Regions from separate parts of the Sus scrofa genome. Here regions 1 and 2 are each linked to region 3. Evidence: chromatin contacts called from public Hi-C data. All regions are on one chromosome and are shown on one strand. Each heading gives the region's core, a stretch centred on a gene start, on an enhancer-like site or on the middle of the called end of the contact. The rest is flanking DNA. Distances are from core to core; before and after follow the strand shown.

Region 1 (2,700 bases), core at 128-2,627, 630 kb after region 3:
CGATCGGAGAACTCGTATTTTCATCTGTAAATTAAAGCAATTACGCAGCAGATATTATATGATGGTACCGTGGTCTCCAGATAGTCATCAATCACCTTCAACCGAGCTGTCAGAGCCGGCAGATTTCGTTTCTGGGAGGCAGCTTTGCAGCTGGGAGAGGGCGAGAACGTCACCATTAATTAGAGGGTGACCCCGGGGCGATTCGCAGGTCTGAACCCAGGATTCTCTCCCAGCAAGTCTGCACAGCGCCGCCGTGCACGGCTCCCTCCCCGCCGCCGAGCGAGCGGGAGGCCCGGCCGGGCCAGAGCAGCCGGGGCGAGCCCGGGCCCCCGCAGGGCGGGCGGCGCAAAAGGCGGGGAGCGGGCTCGGGGTGGCCCCGGCGCCGCCCTACCGCCTGCGCGCCAGCCTCCGCTGTGCCCTCGGGCACGGTCCCAGGGCCGGGACTGGCTGCGGAGGGCTGGGGCGGGCCCTCGACCGCTCCCCAGACCGCTCCCCGCGCCCTGGGCTGGGAAGGGCGTCCCGGCCCAGCGCCTCCTCCGCGGGTTCCCAGCCCTGAAGGTCGCCGGGAGGAGGCGCGCGGCGGGAGGGGCCCCGAGCGGAGTCGGGAAGCCCGCCGGTCCCAGCGCGCTGGCCTGTCCGGCAGTCCCCGCTTTAGCCGCGAGGGGCAGGGGGAGCCGAGGGAGGGCGGCCCGCGGAGGCGGATGGGGGAGCCCAGCGAGGGCCGGGGCGCCGGGCTGGAACTCGCAGACGCGGCGGCCGAGAGAGGCCAGGCCTGCGGTTCCCCTGAGCCCTGGGGCGCTGGGCCCAGGGGAAGGCCCAGGCCCCCACTCTCAGGGCGCTCTGACCCCCACATGCGGACGCGCTGGCGGCCGCTCCATGGCCGGCGGAGGGCTCGAACTGGCTGGAGGCCTTGCGGCTCCGGTTAAACAATAGCCGGGCCCGCGCCGCCTTCGGCCGCCGCGCCGGCCGGCGGAGCTGCCTGCCTTCCCGCTGGCGGGGCGCGCGGAGAGCGGAAGCCTGGCCCGGGCGCCCGCGCGGGGCTCATTTGAACTGTTGATCACATCTGCAGCGAAGACTCACTCGTGTCCCCCTCATACGTCTCATTTGTAATTGAGACTAATGATTACAGTGGGGCGGGAAGGAGCAGCTGCTCATTAATTAATTTCTAATTAAAAGTGCCTCCCGTCCTCGGTGACGAAGGAGAAGCACCGTTCGTCGGGGCGGTATTGACTCCCCGGATGAAATCCATTTGTTCCAGCCGCGCGCCCTCCGCCCCGGGCGGCGCGGCCCGCCTGTCCCCGCCCCGCCCGGCCGCGGCCGCGGCCGAGTGACCCACGCGTCTGCGGCCCGGCCGGCTGCGCGGCGTGGGGCTGACGTCAGAGCCTCCGCCGCTTAAAGCCGCGCACCGCTGACTTGACGGATTCGCGCGTCTCCTTTTTCTTTTCTTTTTGGCAAAATATGTATTTGTGTCCCTGCTTCGAGGCCGGGCGGTCCCAGAGCCCCCTCCAAGCTCCGGCGCGCGAAGCTAAAGCCGAGCCTCACTTTCCTACTCAGTTAGAAAAGTTCGCGGAGCAGGCGGCCGAAATAACCTGCTCTTCTGCTTCGCCCTCCCAGCGCCTAGAAGCCGGTGGCCCCGGAGCAGTGGCCGCGGCCCGCCGGGCCCCTCGCGCAGGACCCCGCCGGCCCTGCCTGCCGGCCCCGGGCCGCGCCCGCCATGTCCTACCCGCAGTTTGGGTACCCCTACTCCTCCGCACCCCAGGTAAGAGGGCCCCGCGGGGCCGCTGGAAAGCCGTCCAGCAGCCCGCAGTCGCTTCCCAGCGCCCAGGCCCCGTGCCACGCACCCCTCGCGCCCCACCCCGGGGAGGGCAGAGGCGCTGAGGCAATCCGACGGGCAGGGCCAACCTTTCCCGTTATGTTTGTCCTCCACCCCCTACGGGCTCTGTCTGAGGCTACGCCCCGGGGAGCCCCCGCGGGACCAAGGGAGATGTGGCACAGGAGGACGCGCTCCCTGCGCGGCCTTGGAAACCTCCCGGGAGGGTGTGACCACTCCGGACCAGGACGGGCTGGGCCCCACGTGGCCAGGGGAGGCCAGGCGCAAAAGCTCGCCGCGGAAAGGAATGCGCGGCCCGCCGTGGATGGCGGTAGCTCCGGGGGCCTGGGGTGCGCGCTCCCGCTCCCGGCGGCGCGCGGGCGGACGGAGGCCCGGCTCCCGCCCTTCCTCGCGGCTCCTCTCTCTCCCGCAGTTCTTGATGACCACCAACTCCCTGAGCACGTGCTGCGAATCGGGGGCCCGCACGCTGGCCGACTCGGGGACGGCTGCCTCGGCCCAGGCGCCCGTCTACTGCCCGGTCTACGAGAGCCGGCTGCTGGCCACCGCGCGCCACGAGCTCAACTCAGCCGCGGCGCTGGGCGTCTACGGGAGCCCCTATGGCAGCTCGCAGGGCTACAGCAACTACGTGACCTACGGATCCGAGGCGTCTGCCTTCTACTCGCTGGTAAGGGAGGGAGCGGATCACAAACGCCTCCCTGCCACGCCAGGCCCCCAACCTCGGTGCGCCAAACTCGCTTTCCCCGAACTCTGGAGGCAAGGGGCGAGTCCCGGATCCCGGGCTTTGGGGACTGGAGAAGCAGGCCTTGGCTCCCTCGGACTCAGCACCTCTGAGCCTGGTCCTTCAGACTCCACCAGGGCCAGGGTTGGGT
Region 2 (2,700 bases), core at 4-2,503, 600 kb before region 3:
CTAGGAAAATGGATCCTCTGGAACGACAGACTGGCCAGCGGCCCCGCGGAGCATTAAATCTGCAAACCCCACTCCCATCTGACACCCACCGGGACAGGAGGCTAAGAGGACGGCATTTCTTTAAAGCCCAGGGCGCTGTTCTCTCTAATCCTCCATTATGTAACGCAGGAAGAAAAGTACTTTTCTCTCGGTGCAAATGAAAACTTTGGCAACTTAGCAAACTCAAAGGCAACATCCTTTCAGACGCCAAAAATGATTTCCACTTATTTTTTTGTTTGTTTGCTTAATTTCACATTTGCACTCAGGCCATTAAGAGCCCTCGGCCCCATCCCGTCTCCATTGTTCGGCTTATTTTGACCGACTCTGCGAGGCTCTACAGGGTTCCCTCTGGCAAACTCGGATACAACTGCAAGAGCCTCTGCCAAAGAGGGAGAAAATCGAGTCTCCCCGGCCCAGTCCCAGAGCCCCAAAGGTCGCGCGCTCCTGCGTGGGCCCGCGGCCCGGGAAGGGGCGTCCGGGTAAACCGGGCCGAGCCGCCGCGCTGGAACCCGGGCCGCGGACCCCGCCGCCGCCACCGAGCTGCCAGCCAGGGGCGACTTTGGCCCCGGCCCCCAGCGCGGGCCGCACACCCCGGGCCTGCTCCCGTGGCCTCCGGCCTCTCTCGGAGGACCCCCCCCCCGCGCGCCGCCCCCGCTGCGTGGCCCAGGCCTCTCACCTCCCCGCGGCCCCGGCCGATCGCGGGGCCGTTCCCGGCCGGCCTCGCCCCGCTCCTGCGGCCCCCGCCGCCTCGGACCCGCCGGCAGGGCCGCTGCGGCTCCCCGCCCGGGCCAGCTCCGCCCGCCCGCCCGCCCGCCGGCCCCTCCGCGCGCCGCGCCGCCCCGGCTACCGCGGCCCCGGGCGCCGCCGAGCAGGCCGGGCGCACTCACCATCTGCGAGAAGAGGCTGAGGTCGGCGGCGTAGGGCAGGAAGGCGCTGTAGTTGGGCGCGCCCGCGTACGGTCCGGCCGCCGCGTACATGCCCAGCACCGAGGTGACGGCGGCCGCGCCCGCGCCCGCGCCCAGCTCCGCCGCCCCGGGCCGGCCCGACGAGGCGGCGGCAGCGGCGGCGGCCGCCGCGGCCAGCACCCCCGGGCGCTCGCCGCCGTAGGCGCCGGGCCCCGCGGCGCTCAGGTACTGCGGGTAGCCCAGCTGCGGGAAGGACATGTCCGCGGACTCGGCGGCGGCGGCGGGCGACTCTTAAAGGGGCGGGGGTGGGGGGAGGCCGAGGCGGGGGGGGGGGGGGCGCGGCGGGGGGGAGGGGGCGGCCGGCCGGCCGGCCGGGCGCGCTCGGGCCGGCCCGGAGGCGGGGGCCGGTGGCTGCTTCTCGGCCCGGTGCTCGCTGGCGCCCGGCTCCCGGCTGCGCCCGGATCCGCGATCGCGCGCCGACTGCGGCGGCCGCCCTCCGCTCGGCGGCGGGGCTTTCAGACACAATTTGAAGTTGATGCTTTGATTGGCATCCCCTTGAGCGCTGGCCCCGCCCCCGGCTCCCCTCCGCCCCCTCCTCGCCTCCCGCCCGCCCTCGCCGGCCGCTCCCGCCCCTCCCGGCGAGCACGTGGTGCCCCGCGCCGGCCGGGCCATCTCCGCCCGCGGTGGCCGCTCGAGCGGCCGGGCTTAGAGTGCGGGCCCGGCGGCCGCGGGCTCCGTCCCGATCGGTCCCCACGGCTGTCTGACAGCCCGTCGACGCCGGCTTATAGCTGTCGGACACCGGGGTTTGCTGTTTCGCAGCGGAGGTGTGCCTGCGCTCTCACAAAAACACCTCGGCGCCGGCTCTTCTGCGCTGGGGACGGCGGGGAAGGGGCTGGCCCGAGCGCGGTGACAGCCGGCGGGGAGCGAGCGGCCTCTCCTCTGAGATCGGTGCTGCCTTGGCCTTCCGGGGACGTCTCTGGCAGAAGTGCCACGAAGCCGGCGTGGCGGGACACCTGACGCGGGCATGGCGTCCCTGGGACCCCCGCTAGGACCTCACAGGCCACCCGGCAGTGACGGTCCTCGCTGCACTTGGAGAAGGAGCACTGCGAGCTTTTCCAGCTGAAAACTTTAAGAAAGGGCAAGCCCAGCTGGGAAGCCCCTTGCCCGGGGAAAGCTGATGGCCGGTTCTTGGGCGTGAGGGGATCTTTTCTTTGCGGAGAAAGCATCGTTGCGGCGGGAGGGAAATAACCCGCCCCCACCCGGAGATGGGAGAAGGCTGCGTGTCCGGGACACCCCTCGCTTGTCCACTAGGTGTGCAAACACAGGAAGTAAACTTGGGTGGAGTGCGCCAGTTCCCAGCCGCGCCGCGACCAGGCCGGGGACAGGGCATCCCTCTTCTCGCTCCCTCTCCGCTCCTATCCTGTGCGGGAAGAGCCAACGGCCCGGCCGCGATGCGCGGGCTCTGGGAGGCTCCGGTCGCCCGAGGTCTGGCGGGGCTGGGGCGCAGACGCCGAGGGCACGGTCCTCCTCGCCTCCCCAAGCCCTGGACCGCTCGGCCGGGTTGCTTCTGAGCTGCGCTCGCTGGCTTGGTCCTGGAGACCGGCGAGGAACGCGCCCGCGGTACCTGCCTCGGCTCCCTGAGGTCACTTTGCGCGCCCCAGCTCCTAAGCGGCAACCAGAGGCAAGCAGGTACTCCCTGGTGCTGTGCTCCGGGCTCGCAGAAACCTACAAAAATGTCATCCACGGACGTGGGTGT
Region 3 (2,700 bases), core at 160-2,659:
GTGGGTGTCCTGAATGCCCACCAGGGAGCCTCCCCTGACCCCCTCCCCCAACTGGGTCGCCAGACGCCCTCTTCCACTGGCCTCAGTGAGGGAGGGTGGAGGAGGTATGGGGCCAGGGTGTTTTCCAGGGCCCTCTGCTAAGCATCTTGCCCCCTGGCCCTGCTAGGCACCTCCAGGTCGCATGTTACCTGAGCCACCTGTGCTGCCAACTGCGCCGGCCGTCCCACCAGCCTGTCGCTTTCTCGTCCCTTCCGAGTGACGGCGAGGTTTCAGCGGTCTGTCCGGTGACAATCATTCGCCCGAGTGCTTTACAACACAAATCCGAGAGAGGAGACAACTTATTAAAACATAATAAAACAAAAAACCCTTTGGGGGCGGCGTCTTGCCGGCTGAAGCACGGAGGCGAACGCTGGAACACTTTCTAGAGCGCAGAGCCCTAACACTCGGACGGGGTTTCCACAAGGACTTTGGGGCAAAAAGCTCACCTCCGGGCCCTCCTGGCAGTTCGCCAGGAAAGCACCCCGGATCCGGGTCCCGCGGGGACATGTCGGGCGGCGGGGCAGGCGACCAAACGCGCGGCCACGCAGGGAGCCTTGCGCCGTGCTGCGGGCTGGACGGACCGAGGAAGGTGGAAGCGAGAGCCGCGCACGCCCCCCCCAGGAGGACACGGGCCTCGGTGCCACACCGCTTCCACTTCGCCGTGGCTCCCGGCCCGGACACTGGTGTCCCGTGCGCAGTCACCTGGGCCGACCTCCTCGCGGCGAAGAGGGGGGCACGGGCCATTCGTCCCCCAAGTGGAAGCGGATGGCCTCTGCCTGGTCCTTGCGGGCCGAACTGGGGCGGATCAGGGGCAGAGGGCCCGCGCGACGGGGGCCGGGGGGCTGGCCGCGGAAGGTGGGGGCGGGGGGGCGGGGGCGGGGGCCGGGAGTCCGCGCGAGTGGGAGGGGTGCGCACCGCTCGGCCAGGCCGGGCTGCGGGGCCGCGGGCCGCGGGCTAGGGCTGCGCGAGAGGCGACTGCGCCACAAAAGCCTGTGCGTCGCTCCCGCCTCCCGCTCCCTCCCTCCCTGCCTCCCGCCTCCTGCTCCCCGCCCGCCCCTCCTCCGGCCGCGACCGGGCGGCGGGTGCGGGCGGAGCGGGCGGAGCAGGGGAGGGGGCGGGCACCCGAATATGCAGATGAGCGCGTGACGGACAGCTCCGCGTTCCAATGTCCCTCGGAAACTCGAGCGCTCCTTCCTCAACTCCTCACTCCCGACTCCAGACTCCCCCAAACCCCGACCGCCGGCCTGGCGCGCGGCTGCGCCCACCGGCTCCGCGCTGCCGCCGCCGCCGCCGCCGCCGCAGCCCCGCCGCTCCCCCGGCCCGCGGGCCGCCCGGGCTAGTGCGCGGGCCGGCCAGTCTCGGCCCGCGGTCCCCGCGCCCGCCGCCGCGCCGCGCCCCGGCCGGGCGTGGATGGAGGGCGCCGCGCGCCCTGCCCGCTGCTCGGCGTGACGCGGGCCCCGCGCCCCGCGCCCACCATGTCCTACCCGCAGGGCTACCTGTACCAGGCGCCCGGCTCGCTGGCGCTCTACTCGTGCCCGGCGTACGGCGCTTCGGCACTGGCGGCGCCGCGCAGCGAGGAGCTGGCGCGCTCGGCGTCGGGCTCGGCGTTCAGCCCTTACCCGGGCTCCGCGGCCTTCACCGCGCAGGCGGCCACGGGCTTCGGGAGCCCGCTGCAGTACTCGGCCGACGCCGCCGCCGCCGCCGCCGGCTTCCCGTCCTACATGGTAACCGCGCGCGGGAGAGCGGGCTGGGAGGCGGAAGATCCCGATCGTGGCGCGGGCGGAGCGGGGCCGGGCAGAGGCGAGCGGGGCCGCGGGGAACGAGCCGTGGGCGGTGGCTCTGGAGCCGCCGCGCCGCTGGCGGGACGAGAGGCCGGGGCGAGGGGCAGGGCGGCTGGCCGGAGACGATCTCGAGCGCGCCGCGCTGCTTCCCCTGGGCTCCCGGGGTCGTTTTCCTCCGGAGCCTGTGAAGTGCGGCTCCGCTGGGGTCGGGATGGGATCTGCGCTAGGTTGTCCTTTCTCGCGCCGAAGCCGGGCGAGGCGTCCACAGCGGCCGGGGCTGGGTTCTCTGGGAGAAGCGCGCGAGGGTCGGGGCCACTGGGGCTTCCGGGGCGATGGCAGGGCGTTTAGCATTCGCTTGCGGGGCTCGGGGTCGCCAGGCTGGGGAAGGGAGGGGAGCATCGGGCGGCGGCCCCGGGGCCCGGCCTGGTCGGGCCAGGTCTCAGACTTAATCTGTCCCACAGGCCGCGCTTTCGAAAAACGTGTCGGAGGCCATATGGCCCGCAAGTGCCGCCTCGGTGCCCCGCGCACCGAGAGCAGGTCCCACATCCCCGACCCGGGGTGGGCCCGCGCTCTTTGGCTTCTGCGGCTGGGCCCGGCCCGGGTGGTGGCAAAGCGCGTTTTACACCTTGGAGGCCGTTTCGGGGGGGTTGTGGCCACCTCCCGCCCTCGGCTGAATTCCAGGGCAGCGACGGAGTAGCGGGGGCCCGGGCAAAGGCTGTAAAAGTCTGGAATTTAAACGTTACAGGCTGAATTAAAATGCTAATTACCGCGTATTTGAAGAATTCGAAACGGTGACTGGCTTCTGAGTTGCAAATTGGATTTGCCGAGCTTTAGAGCGGTGAATAGCGGAGCGGGGGCTCCGGGGTGGTTTTTTAACCGT

What was found. Hi-C and Micro-C count contacts between places; a contact is called where the count stands out from the background.
Region 1: a contact with region 3 is called in a Hi-C map of epiblast stem cells, with 2.9 times the contacts expected there. The contact joins the promoter of IRX4 here to the promoter of IRX2 in region 3. A contact is called at or near these places in 3 of 47 Hi-C or Micro-C datasets (brain, embryonic fibroblasts and epiblast stem cells).
Region 2: a contact with region 3 is called in a Hi-C map of embryonic fibroblasts, with 2.8 times the contacts expected there. The contact joins the promoter of IRX1 here to the promoter of IRX2 in region 3. A contact is called at or near these places in 10 of 47 Hi-C or Micro-C datasets (adipose tissue, alveolar macrophages, brain and 6 more).

What each region holds. Positions count from the first base shown.
Region 1 is chr16:78,938,656-78,941,355 of Sscrofa11.1, forward strand. It overlaps IRX4 (iroquois-class homeodomain protein IRX-4), which reads left to right and starts at 1,378. Exons shown (of 5, transcript XM_003134165.4): 1 at 1,378-1,759; 2 at 2,244-2,495. The coding sequence starts at 1,715.
Region 2 is chr16:77,699,836-77,702,535 of Sscrofa11.1, forward strand. IRX1 (iroquois-class homeodomain protein IRX-1) reads right to left here and starts at 1,254. Exons shown (of 5, transcript XM_021076840.1): 1 at 927-1,254. The coding sequence starts at 1,202.
Region 3 is chr16:78,304,460-78,307,159 of Sscrofa11.1, forward strand. IRX2 (iroquois-class homeodomain protein IRX-2) reads left to right here and starts at 1,410. Exons shown (of 5, transcript XM_021076829.1): 1 at 1,410-1,763. The coding sequence starts at 1,515. C16H5orf38 (protein CEI) reads right to left here and starts at 1,287. Exons shown (of 5, transcript XM_013984941.2): 1 at 486-1,287; 2 at 189-306. The coding sequence starts at 783.